Regions from separate parts of the Anas platyrhynchos genome. Here region 2 is linked to region 1. Evidence: chromatin contacts called from public Hi-C data. All regions are on one chromosome and are shown on one strand. Each heading gives the region's core, a stretch centred on a gene start, on an enhancer-like site or on the middle of the called end of the contact. The rest is flanking DNA. Distances are from core to core; before and after follow the strand shown. Region 1 overlaps FGD3 (FYVE, RhoGEF and PH domain containing 3). Region 2 holds the start of FGD3 (FYVE, RhoGEF and PH domain containing 3).

Evidence for each region. Hi-C and Micro-C count contacts between places; a contact is called where the count stands out from the background.
Region 2: a Hi-C map of small yellow follicle shows a contact between it and region 1, with 2.0 times the contacts expected there. The contact joins the promoter of FGD3 here to the enhancer-like site in region 1. A contact is called at or near these places in 2 of 8 Hi-C or Micro-C datasets (F5 follicle and small yellow follicle).

The regions. Positions count from the first base shown.
Region 1 is chr13:20,234,437-20,241,018 of IASCAAS_PekinDuck_T2T, reverse strand. The region is part of intron 1 of FGD3 (FYVE, RhoGEF and PH domain containing 3); the gene reads left to right. Among named protein-coding and RNA genes, the nearest start is that of FGD3, 44 kb to the left of the region's middle. Within about 2 kb of position 3,393, at least 3 of the 8 cell types and tissues checked have an H3K27ac peak or open chromatin away from gene starts, as enhancers often do. A contact at or near this core is called in small yellow follicle, where this site is marked.
Region 2 is chr13:20,278,415-20,284,996 of IASCAAS_PekinDuck_T2T, reverse strand. It overlaps FGD3 (FYVE, RhoGEF and PH domain containing 3), which reads left to right and starts at 3,289. Exons shown (of 19, transcript XM_027467624.3): 1 at 3,289-3,672. The coding sequence starts at 3,537.

The DNA.
Region 1 (6,582 bases), core at 2,144-4,643:
ACGCATGCTAAAATTCTGATATTATTTAGTGGTTTTAGATATTTAAAGAATTCTAAGTTTACCAAAGCATGTATTGAAATCTACTAATTACCACTTGTTAGGGTAGAGAATAACTGTTCGCTAACAGTGTGTGTGTCACACCTAAGTCAGTCACACTTCTCTTTTCCTTTTCGAATCCGTATCCTTGTTCCGGGAGACGGTAGATGAATTTAGTTTTTCTCTATTGTAGATCTTGTGCTCCGTGCCATTCTCTTAAGATAAGCCTGTTGTGTTTATTTTCATAATGCTTACCTTTGGTGAAGCCGTATTACTTTTCCCGTTTTATGTGCACTGCCACGGAGAGCTCTGTCCCGAAGCTGCAGGCTGTGATGGTTGAGGCCCACATCAGGAGATGATCCCAGAAGCAGCTGTCTGGGTGAGGAGCAGTGCGGGGCTGCAGCTGGCTCAGGGCTGGCTCGTGGTGTAGGCTGATGCCGTGGGGTCAGGGTGGGCCTTCAGGCTCTGTCCTGGAAAAGAAGCAAAACTCTGGTGTTAGAGGAGAGGGGAGGAAGGAAAGCCCTTTGTGTTTGTCAGACCTGCGCTGTAGGGAAGAAGAGCCTGTAAGTTAGGAGAAAAGCAAAGTCACCGTGCCCTTTTGTGCATCGGGAGAGCCATAGGTGGCTGTTTGTGGTGAGGAGAAAGTATGGCTACAGCATTTCTGAACAGTCAGTTGGGAAATCGCCCTCAGTGACCCTTGGTAAGGAGCCTTCCGCAGGTCATACTGACCTGAAGAATATGGCAGAGCCCTGGATGTCCTCTTTGTCTTTCTGAAGCACTGTGGTTTAGAGGATGGGTATAAATCTCCTCTCATCTGTGACTGGAAAATCAGAGACATTAACTGGGATTTTTTCCATTTGTCTCTATTTTTTTCCAGTTGCTTTGTCAGTGACCATGCATCCTTCAATGAACAAAATGCAGGATAGGTGGTTCAAGCTCTTCATTATCATTAGTGCAAATGAGCTCTTAAATCAAAAACCACCTCAAACCAATTATTTTGCTTGGTGGTGATGGCTTTTCCTCTGTCCCAGCCCATAGCAGTACCTTCCCAGAGCTTTTCCATCCTGGAGCATGGCTTCAGCTGAACGAGTGTGGAACTGGTGGTTCGCCACCGTGAGGTCTGTCGTGGCTGCAGGACTGCTGGCAGCTCGGGCAAGGGAGCTCTGACAGGAGAGCCAACCATGTCCATTTAACCTGTGGGACTCTTCTTGGTGGCTGTCCCCTTCCTCCTTGGCTTTCTGCAGAGAGAACTGTCCCTGCCTAGCACAGGAGGTGGAAGGACGTTGGCAGTGCAGTGGGCGTGAGTTTATGGAGGCTGGATTTGGAGATGGGGGGTGAAGCCTGAGCTCTGGGCTTCTCTAGTTGGCCCCAGTTTATTTACAAGCACAGTCATGTTGCTTAAAGTGTTTTCTGAGCACTAACTTTGGTGACAAGAAACGTGTTTTTCATGTTTTTTTTCCACACAGACCTCTGGTGGCACTGGGCAGTGCTGGGTGAGCAGCCGTGCCGCAGGCCGGCCTCCTCTGCTTCTGGGGCTGGGGGAGCAGGCTGCGCTGGAGCAAACGCCAGGCCATCATCGGGCGTCATTGCAGTTCCCTGTGGGCTGTTTCCTCTTTTTTATTATTACTGCTGTTCTGTGAAGGGATTTTGAGGCCTCACTGATGCTGAGCAGTGTGCCTCTAAGGAAGCAGAAGGTGTGGAAATTGGAGAGGTATGGCGTTTGGAGGGGTACAGTGTATGTTACTGTCTATTGCTTGATGCTGGCTCGTTTGTTCACCTTAGGTGTGAAATTATGGTTCTAAAAGGTGGCTCATTCAAAGGTGTTTTTCCTTGTGGTGTGATGTTTGCAGCAGTTTAGGCTAACCGGAGCCTATAGAAGATAATACAGCTGATTAAGAAACAACACAACAGCAACAAATTTTTAAACAAAATTTTAATTAACAATTTTTAAACAAAAGTTTACCCATAACCCCTCCTAAGGAATTGATACAACTGTGATGATATAAATAAATCATACTTTGACTGTTGAGGAATATAAGAGATCAGAATTATAAACTCATTGCAAGTCGTTCATTACCTGAACTAAACTTGCAATAATCTTTTTTCATAGTAGAAGAAAATTTGAAAAAAACAAACAAACAAAAAAACAACTCTGTATTTTTCTTAACAGCTTCTGAGTTTCTGTAATCAATCTTATTCTCAAGTCAGTCCATTGTTTCCAGGCATCCTCTCTCCTTAATAATGCAGCTTTGCCAGCAAGCATACATTGTACACATTGAGTGTTCTCCATCAATAAAAGGACAATATGGAATAATGAGGCAGAAATTTCATGAAAACCACTAATTATTGAGACAATGACTGCCATACAATAAATGCTACTTTATGCAATATAATTTTAAACACAACTGTTTAGACATATCCTGAGCAACTAACATAGTTTATAATTATCCTTATCATCTATACACTTATATATGAAAATGCTAGTTGCCAGTTACATTTCTTGTAATGATAGACCAGACTCTTTCTTAGTTTACTTCAGTATTGAAGACTAGCAGTAACAGAAAATGTAAATTGTTTCTGTGGTATTAATTTGAATACACATTCGTGATAATGCTCTGATTCTGAAATTGCAACATGTATATACATGTATATTTCTTTAAAATCATTACTAGCACAGCTGTAATCCAACTTGAGATCATTTATGATGTGCTTTTTCTTTAGAACAAAGATTTAGCAGTAAGTCACAACGATTTTAGCGTTTGTGATTTACAGCATGTCCTTATGGCTTGTAGCTATGGATTTGATGAAAATGTGGTTATAAATAACAGGAGAAATGAAATGGTTGCTACAGATACAGTAAATTAACTGGAGTTTTGTTGGGAAAACCAACAATAGATCTTTTTACTGTAGCTTTTTTCTGTAGTCCATGTTACAGGCCTTTGAGTTGGTGTTAACTTTCTTTGGTGCTTGCCAGGGTGAGATAAATATAAAGGGTGCTTTATACTATCCTGTCTGCTCTGGGATCCAAAATACTGGAGCCAGTTCAGTGGCTTTCACTCTCTTCCAATTTATTTATCCCTGCCTTGTTTTGGTGGAACACCTTTAACCTCTCTGGGTTCTTAATCCTGCTTGTGCTGGAATCCTTAGAGACAGTAGGTCATGGTGTAAAAAAGCACTAATTTAGGCCAAGAAGATGCAAGTGCAAGCAAAGTAACACTTTATGCTCAGTTGCTCCATTTGGAAAGTGCAGGATCCACTTGCGTACCTCCTTGGAAAGGGGAGCAGTGTTGAGCTTGACATCAGGAGTGCCTGGTGCAACATGCCTTCGGAGTAGTCTGTTGGATCTGTATCTGCGGGGCTGGCCTCTGGTGGAAGCAGAGTGCAGAGCCTGAGGCTGCGTGGTGGTGGTAAGGGCTGCTTTCTCTAATCTCTTGTATTTGTTCCAGGAGTGCCGCGGCGTCAGTTCAGTGGAGGTTTGGGATGAGCCTTGTTGCGGGAAGCGGTGCCTTATCAACCACTTTGCTTCCATGTGTACGTTGAGGGTTTCTCAGTGTACCTGAGGTGAGATAGGCGCACCTAACGTTGTTTATCTTAAGTCATGTGTCGTTGGGTAGGAACTGAGAAAAATCAGGCTCTGCTGTACAAAATGAGCAAGCAGTTCAGCAGGGGGGGCAGGCCAGCCTGTGGCGAGCCCAGAAGAAAAGACACCTCTGCTCCTGGGGGCTTGCCAGCTGATGGATCTGTATATCAGTATGTTTATTCTGGTTAAAGTCCCCATGGAGGCCTAAAGCAGTCACAATGAAACATTTCTTATGAGATACTAATGAACAAAATGTTCACACAACCAACAGGTCTTCTATGCAAGAATTGTCTTCCAGCAAACAGGGGAGGGAGCTGCAGCATTTGCAGACATGACTAGAGGTTTGCTGATCCCATTGGCTGAGAAATCGAGGCAGTGGAGCCTGGACCTTTGGTCACCATTGAGGGCTGCCCAGTCTCCAAAAGGTGACATCCAGGACCCAGGTGGCTGGACCTCTCTGAGGCTTCCACAGTGGTGGCTGCACTGCTTCTTAAGGGTTAGGTAAAGTCTGGCTCAGATACATTTGCTCCAGTAGTACCTGTGAGGGCAAGGCCCTTACTTAGTACTCAATCTCAAAGGGAGGAAGGCTACCTAAGTGTTTTAGCTTTCAAATGTGTAGCAGCCAAGTATGATGACTTTGTTTGAGGTACCTCAAAGACTCCATGACCCTGTCGTTTTCTGTAAAGGTAGTATATTTCAAGTAGAGTTACCAAGCAGCAGTAAGAGCTGAAAAATGTTCTCCTTTAATGACTTTCGTGAACTACTGGACATACATTACTGTGAAATTGTTCTGTATTTTGCAGTGAGCAGATCTGCTACCAAAATAGCATATCAGTTTAAGAATGCTCTTTACGCTTTTCAGTAATGAGGCTGACATTTCTTAAATTCTTTAGCACAAAGTGGCCACACCTTATGCTAATGGAGAAGAGCTAGCCCTGCCTGGTAAAGCATAGTTCTCTGGCAAAAACCTGAGCTCTGTTTTACCAACTTTTATTTAGTACCTAAATAGGCTTCTGAATGAGCAGAAGATAATTATTGGTTTACTAAAACCAATAAAACATTTCAGGATTAAAAAAAAAAAAAAGCCAGTTAATTGGGACACTGTTGGAGATGCATTACGCTGTCATTAAATCTTAAGCAAAGGATAATTTTTACTCTCCTTATTGGCTAAATGAGAGTTTGCTCATTGTAGTGTGTGCCATTAAAAAGATTCACAAGCACATCAGCAGAGCAGTGTGAAAGAGTCCTGCATAGTGCTTTTGTCATTAGTAAAAAAATGTAATAAGATTATAGTCTCTGAAGAAATACATGAAGCCCTTTTCGGTGGCACAGTGTTAAAAGAAGGCTGGAGTCTTGATGGTAGTGAGTAGTGTCTGGCTGTTCTCGAGCTTCTGTATTAGTCTTGTAAATCACTGGAGAGTGGGCAGTGTAACACTTCTCCCTCTGATTTTCCTTCCCACTGTATAAATAGTGCTGGGAGCTGCAGATCTGCCATCTTTCTCTTTGTTCTAGGAAGAGAATCCCCGAGACAGTAAATCACACAGATGCAGGTAATCTGAGAGGAACAAACCGAAATGCTTTGGCTGGGATAATTTGTTTGTGTCTAACCTGTGTAAAATCTCTTCAGATTTGTACAGTGATGGATTGCTCTGGCATTGCGGCTCCTGTGTTCAGGCAGGACAGGTGTGAAGTCCTGGGAGTGTTGGTAACTTGAAAAATGCTCTTTGATTTGCATGATCAGTGTAATTGTAAATCAGGACTCTTTCATCATAACGAAAAACCTGTTACCTGTCAAGGAGAAGCATGCTCTGTGTTCATCTGATAAGGTGTCGGGAGCGCTGGGTTGCTCTGCCCGCCTTCCTCTGTCAGGGGTCAGCACCTCCTGCCAGGAGAGGGGCCGTGCTCTAGGCACCTGGGGTCAGTGCGGGCTCGGAGGTGGGCAGAATGATGAAACGGTAGCTTTAGCTTAGGAAATCCATGGTGAAAATGAACTTGGAATTGCAGCTACGTCCTGTGCTTCACCCTTGGTGACCTTCCAGCCAACACCTGGCGCTGCAGACGGGAGCCAAAGGCAGTGGTGTGTGGGGCGGTACCTCTGAGGGACTGGGGGTCCCAGGGCACCCATCCCAGGGCTGTATAAAAAACAGCCAGGCTAACGCTGGAGACTGGAGCTAGATTGAGTTTATAGCCAGAAAAAGGTGGGATGAGAAGTGTGTTTGGGACTGTGAAAGAGGAAGGGGTAGGGAAAGGTAAGTTGAAATGCTGCTGGAGATCGCAGTGGTGGTGTGAGGGAGTATTATTGTAGTATGGGATTGGGAATAAACTGGGGAGAGGAGAGCATTATCTTCCATCTTCTTGCAGAAGAGAAGAAGTGGAATGAGGCGTTATGAATTAATGACTTATGTGTTTCATTATACTTGCGATGAAATACATGAACAAAAATCCAGTTGTCCCTTCCCTGTCTGAAGTGGGCCCCTGCAATGCCTTGAGCTGAACTGGGCCATCTGGGCCTCGCCTGCTACAGGAATTAAGTCTGAAATCTAGTACTGAATTTACACACCTTGTGTCATGCTTCAGGAGAGAAAAACAAGACTTGTGCGCACTGAAGAGATGAGCCTGGCTGCTCTTCACTTCTTGCCTCCTTCTGTGTTGTGGAGGGATGTTGCTTGCCATCGCTGCTGCCTGCCTGAAGTCCCTGGTGTGTGCTGTCCCTGGTAGGGCTTTTGTCCCATGCGGTGTCACTCTAGCTGACATCTGCCCCGGGTTGCCTCTCCTTGCCTTTGTCACTCTTTATGCTGCAAACTTTACATCAGTTAACCTGCTTTCTTCACTAGATGGAAGAGTCAGGTTTTTTCTTCTTTTTCCTTTGATGTTGGTGTCACAGAAAGTTACTGTGCCTATCCTTTTGGCCTAGAGTAATTCAATTAAGCCATTCAGAGGGAAAAGTCAGGCAAATACTTCCTTGA
Region 2 (6,582 bases), core at 2,040-4,539, 44 kb before region 1:
GAACACAACATGAATCTCTTATATGAAAAGCATGTCAGATAAAACCATCTATTTGCAATGTCTTAGCTTCTTCGTGTCCAATGTCTTCTTACATGTATGAGAGGTTATTTTTACCCTCAACATTTATCTTTCCTGGACATGCAATGGTAATCCGTATTTAACACCAAAGCCTTCCATCAGTGAGAATTAATTTGTGTTGAAAGCATTCCTCTTGTAAAAGAATTTTAATTCATTATGATAGTCAGCTTTTTGCTTTTTGAAGGGAGGAAAAAATGAGTATTTGCATGAACTTTACTAACTGCTTGTGTTGCATTTATTGACCCTTTTGCACTAGACATTAAGGGTTTGAAAACAATAGAAAGTATCCCATGATAAAGGCAATATTCAAGAGTTATTGCCCAGTGCTTCAAAGCTAAGAGGAAGAAGTATATTGTACTGGGTACAAAGTGCAATTTGCATTTGCAAATAAGATTTAATAAAACTAAGACCTTATGGTGCTCAGCAAGATCCAGTTCAATACAGAAGATTGCTAACCAGTTTCTGTTCTATTTAATAGAGGCTTTGACTTCTTTGAGATTAAGCCTGAGAACAGCAGAAATGGCAGAAATGTTGACAAGAGGGACTTGTTCCCATTATGACTTCGTTCATGAGAGACTGAAGGGAAATAGCTAGGGTGCCTCTGATAGTCATGCTAGGAGGAAAGGGCTTAGCATAGCTGGATATGGATCTACAGCTTGCAACTCAGCAATAGGTTGAGTGCTGTGCTTTTACTCAAACTGTGCCCCAAAGCACAATCCCAGGTTTTGTTCCCCACACTTTTAAATGACTGAATTCCTCTCAATTCAGGGGGAAAAATAAAGCAACTACACAATATTCAGAGGAAGTGTCCCTTCCTGTTACAAAACCAATTCTGTAGCAGTTTTGCTTTTTCAGCCTATCTTCCCAGTAGCTTTTATTCCTTCAACTCCTTAGCAGAGTTGCAAAAAAGAGTACTTCTTTTATTTGTTGCTTATCCACTGATATTGCTCTCTGACTCCAAATTACTTACCTTGGTTGAAGACATAGCTTATTCGTAGATTTAAAGAAACTTACACTGGCCCTTTGTTACAATCCTGGTTGGCCAAAAGTAATGGCCACAAATTAATGTTTACTTAAATTGTAAACTCCCTCCAGAATTACTCATTGAATTCAACAGGTTCTGGTCAGAGATGCAAATTAAATACTGCCCATGCCCAGACCATAAAAGTTGAGAGTACCTACAATAAAAAATGCTCTAATTGAAAGAAACAATGAAACCAAAATGTTGGATAGGATGGCGCAAGAAGCGGATGGAAATAAATCAATCATTTTATTAAAGAACAATGGTTATTTGTAATGGTGCTATACATAAATATATGCCTAAAATAAACACTTATTTGTCTTAGCTTTATGCATTATGGTAAGGACTTCATTTTGTTTAGAGCAAAGAACCTGGATAATTTCCAATAATTTTTAAGCCTGTTTTTGTTGCTGAGCATCAGTCCTATATGATAAGCATGTAACAATAACTGGTAAGCTGTGATCTGCTCTGATGAAAGTACTTCAGAGAGAAGCTGTCTCATTATTCTAAAGGACAGGACTAATTTCATATACAGGAAGGAGTTTAATCTCTGGAAGGGTTGGTTGTATGTTAAATTCCTATATTAATGCTTTGAGGCTGGTCTTGAAATACATCTTACAGATGTGATTTCAAAAGAAACATCAAGAAATCCAGGCTGGCTCCTTACTGATAAATTTCCTTCAGGCCTCCATAGTCTGGTTTAACTGGACCTTATTCATGGCTTTACTCCAGAACAGCTAGTCTTTTTGTTTGGGAATAATTAGTCCAAAGAAATCCATTTTATGAATTTCATTACAATAACGTTCTTCTGCTCCACCACAATATTAAAGTTACTCAAAACCGTATTTCCATGATGGGACCTACATCATGGCTAGTTAGTTGTCTCAGGGAAAAGATAAGGAGCAAAGATTGATTATTGGGTAATGAAAAATAGACTAAAGCCTAATATAGTTAATTTCTGAATTTACTGTTTTGCATTTTTTCCTAAGGGGAAATGCCTTTCGGAAGACAGTTTTCTCATTTTTGTTCTTTGGAGATAAATTGTTTGATATGTGTTTTTAAGCTTAATTTGGTTGTTTTACTTGGTATTATTCAGTCCTTGCAATGAGTGGTTGATGATCTTACCTCTCAGAAAGCTGTCCTTTAAACATGTACTTCATCTGAAGACAGTGTTTTAGCATGGCTGTAGCACACCCTCTGCAGAAGGGCCACTCTGACCACAAGAGCAATGCTTCATCAGCACAGCATTAATGCCCCATTGCCTGTGAAGGACAGCATCACCCTTCAGTTCCTGGCACATTCTTCTCCCTGACAAAGACACAGAGCAATGAGTCAGTCCTGGTCTGCCTTTTCAAGAAGCTCTGAAACGACATATGGTTTGGTGTGGCTTTCTGGGAGGTGAGCAGCATTTGGTTGTCTGAGGGGACTGCACAACAGGGCTCATATTCTCTTTGCTTTCCACTCAAGATGTAAGGGAAAGGGCAGCAGTTTGGAGAGCCATCCACGGCCCTGGGACAGATGCTTTCAGCTTGGCCCTGCTACATGCCCAATAGCCACCCTCAGCAGCTGCACAAAGAGCTTTTGGCACTGATGGCAACAGCTGGTGTGGGAGCTGGGAGCCTTGTGAAGCTGAGGAGCAGCTGAGGGAATTGGCGTTGTTTAGTCTGGAGGAGGCTCAGGGAGACCTTATTGCTCTCTACACCTGCCTGAAAGGAAGGTGTGGGGAGCTGGGGGTCGGCCTCTTCTCACAGATAACTAGTGATAGAACAAGGGGGAACGGCCTCAAGTTGCGCCAGGGGAGGTTGAGGTTGGAAATGAGGAGACATTTCTGCTCAGAAAGAGCAGTCAGGCATTGGGACGGGTTGCCCAGGGAGGTGGTGGCGTCCCGGTCCCTGGGGGTGTTCAAGGAAAGGTTGGACGTGGCGCTTGGGGACATGGTTCAGTGGGTGACACTGGTGGTAGGGGGTGGTTGGAACAGATGATCTTGGAGGGCTTTTCCAACTCAATGGTTCCGTCATCCAAACAACAGGGCGGCAGGGCTTCGCCCTGGGCCGCCTCAAGATGGATCAGACCCATCAAGCGGGGCAGCCCGCGGTCCCGGGCGGCAGCCGCGCCTCCGGGAGGCGGCCACGGCGCTGCTGAGGAGCCCGGAGCCCGGCAGCGCCGTCCCCCGGCCCCGGGGCGCTCCCTTCCCCTCCGCCGCCGCCGGCCGGGCCGCGAGGGACGGGACGGGGCGGGGAGGCGTGAGGGGGCTTCACCGCCCCGCCGCGGCCTGCGGGCACGAAGCGCCAGGCCGGCGGGGCGATCCCATCCCCTCCGCTCCCCTCCGCTCCCCGCCCCGCCCGGGCCGCGCCGTGCCGAGGCGGGCGGCGGGAGCCCCTCCCGCCTCCGCCGCCTTCAGGGGCGCCTCGTCCCGCTGGCGGCGCCTCACGGCGCGATGCAGCTGCAGTGGGAGGGAGAGGAAACCCACCCCCCTCGCCCGGCGGCCGCCTTTGTAACCGCGCAGCCCGGCCCGACTCGCAGCGGCTCGGCGAGCGCCGGAGCGCGGCGGCGGGAGCAGATGGAGCCGGAGGGTAAGGCTGCGACCCCGGGCCGGGCCGGGCCGGGCCCCCGCGGGGCTGCTCCGTGCGGGCTCCGCGCCGCGCCTGCTGAGTCCTCGGCGGGGCTCGGGCTGCCCGGGCCGGCGGGGAACTTCTTTCTCTCCCCTTCTGCCTCTCCGTTTCTCCCTCCTCCTCCTCCTGTGCCCGGCTCGCAGCCCTTCTCCGCGGGGCGAGACCCTGGCGGGAGGCCCCCGGCTCCAGCCCGGGCTCCGGCCGCGTTTTGGGGCGCCCCGGGGGCTGGCGGCAGGGCCCCGAGCCCCGTCCCGGGCTGACAATGCCCGGGGACCGCGGCTCTGCGGGAACGCGGTCCTGAGCTGCGCAAATGTATTTTTAGGTCTCCTAAAACCACATAAAACCCGTCCTGTTAAACACTTATTTTGGTAAGGCTATTATTAACGGCACAGATCAAATTTGTTTCCTGCCAATCCATATTTAGGCACTCGTGAAATGCCAAGTTTTTTCTCCGCTCTCTCCTTTTTAAATACCTTTTGGAGCTGTTAGTAGTTATAATGTAAACCATTTCTAGTTGCAAATTGGAAACCTCTGAGCCATAATGGTCTGTTGCATTTAGCTGGCTGGCTCTTGTAAGCTCTACATTCTCATGCAAAAAAAAAAAAAAAAAAAAAAGCCTAAAAAACTTACGAGATTCATGTTTTAAAAATTGGCTGCATACATACATCGTAGCTGTTTTTTAAACCTCAGTACCTAAGTCACATTTTCCATTCCAAGCATTGAGAGTGGTTAAACTGTGTTAAAGGGATAGCTCTACCTTGGTTCCTGTGCGAGCTTTGGGGAATTTTAGCACAAAGGAAAATGGCTCTACAATGTAACAGAACTGGGGGCTAGCGCTTCTTGCAGTGCCTGAAACACAGCAGCACCAAGGACTGAAAGGGACTATTGGCAATTGTTAATGGCCAGAATTGGGTTTGTTGTCCACGCGGAGAGGCGTACAGAATGTAAACGGAATACATCTGGTGACGAACACACTGATAAAAATATTTTTTTACATTCTTTAAGATGTACATTTGTACTAGTAAGCCAGCTTTCACACCATTAGAAATTAGAATGCTTTACTTATACAGATGATATTCGAGCTAGCAGAACCGTATTTATAAAGTCATACTAAGCAAACTGGGTTTGTTCGTATATCTCCTTAGCTTAATAAAGCTGGAGGAAAATGATAAAAATAAAATTGAATTTAAATGAGTTCCTTCTTTTGAAGAAATAAATCCTTGTGTTGTACAAATGCAGTTTCTCTTCTGCCCTACTTCTTGGGCAGGTAAAGGCTGGATCAACCCAAGAAAGATCACAGTGAGTTGCAGACCTGCTGAGATTTACCGTCTGCCCTGGCTTCAGGGCTATTCAGACAATCTGACTCCTGGCATCTCCTGGGCTACTCGGGTACTTCAGTATGTTAAGCTTGGAGACGGTCCTCCTGTGTGGATTTGAGCCTGCAGGAGGTGACCAGGGATACCTGTGTTAGCAGCCTCTCCGTGAGTTACAGAAGGCTCCCAGGTTAGCCACTGGTAGGTAGGTGCTCTAACTACCCCACCGTATGCACGAATGTGTAGCTTTGTTGGCTGTGGTTGTCTTCAGGGACTAAGAGAGAGTTATTTCTGTTTGCCAAGTTACAGCACCTACAGTGTGGTGATCTAACTCACATATGTAGATGCTAACCTTGCTCCTGGGACTTTGATCAAATGTGTCCTGCTCACATCATTCCTGAAGGAGGCTGGAGGTGGAGTACCCTTCAGTGCGGCTCCTGGCATTTAAATGTACGTCTAGAACACTTGCTGAAGACGAATCTAGGACCCTGTCTTCCCAGAGGAACTCTGTCTCTTTATAGATACATAAGGTAGGAGATCCTTAAGGCATCTTCCACAGAGATGATAAAGAAAGATAGGGGATGGTAGTAGGCTACCCTTTCCTTAAGGAAATCTAGCGTGGTCTAGCAGTGCCACAGGAACTACTGACCTGGAAAACTCTTGTGGATGCCCCCTGTACCACATCACTTGAGGCAGTAATGTGCAAAGAGTTTGGGACTTGAAAGCTTATTTGGTCTTGAAGTGACTCAGAGATGGAGGAAAGGATGTTCATACCACTGAAAATGATGAAATCAACAGAGAGCACTGAAAATCCTTGTGGCTTCTTGTGTGGGATGAGCTTCTGTAGCATGCTCAAAAAGGAGGAAGAGTGTCCGAGGCCAGTAGCAGTGGGAGCAGGTTGCTGAGGCACTGGGGCTCCGGGAGGAAAGGCATGGGAAGTCAGAGTCCAAGGTGATGATTTTTCCCTTGTGCATTCTTTGCATTGTGATATTTTCAAGATGGGCTCTGTGACCTTTTCCCCCCCCCTAAGCAACGCGAGATTTTTATGCTGCAAGCTCAGTGATTAAGTTGTTAGGTGTTTGTTTTGAAGGAAGCCTTGCTCTCAAGCAACCTGCATGGGATGGTGTGGTTTGGGGACTGCTGCCCTCTGAAAGCCTATCTAAAATTTGTGCGTTTTCCACTCGTTTTCAGTGCCTAACATCCTTAAGGCAGTCTTTAGGAGCAGCTTTGTCCTGCATGAACCATTGAGCGGGTTTGATGGGCACTGGATGAACGCTCTTGTTCCTGACTGAGGCTGATCTGCTTCTACAGCCCTTACTCAATGATAATTGATATATTGCTTTAAAAGTGTCTGTACCTACTTTTGTTTTAGGTGTCTTGTTAAGTTTATCAGACTCCAGTCACATTGATGCAAGTGTTCCTCCTTTGGTTAGTGTGCCCGAGTAGCCTGTGTGAGACCTGAGAGGACAGCGAGTGTTGATGTAACCATGATGTGATTAATGCTTTGTTTCCTCTCTGTATGCTGGCTCCTACTAAAGCAGCTGCAAACTTTTAAAAT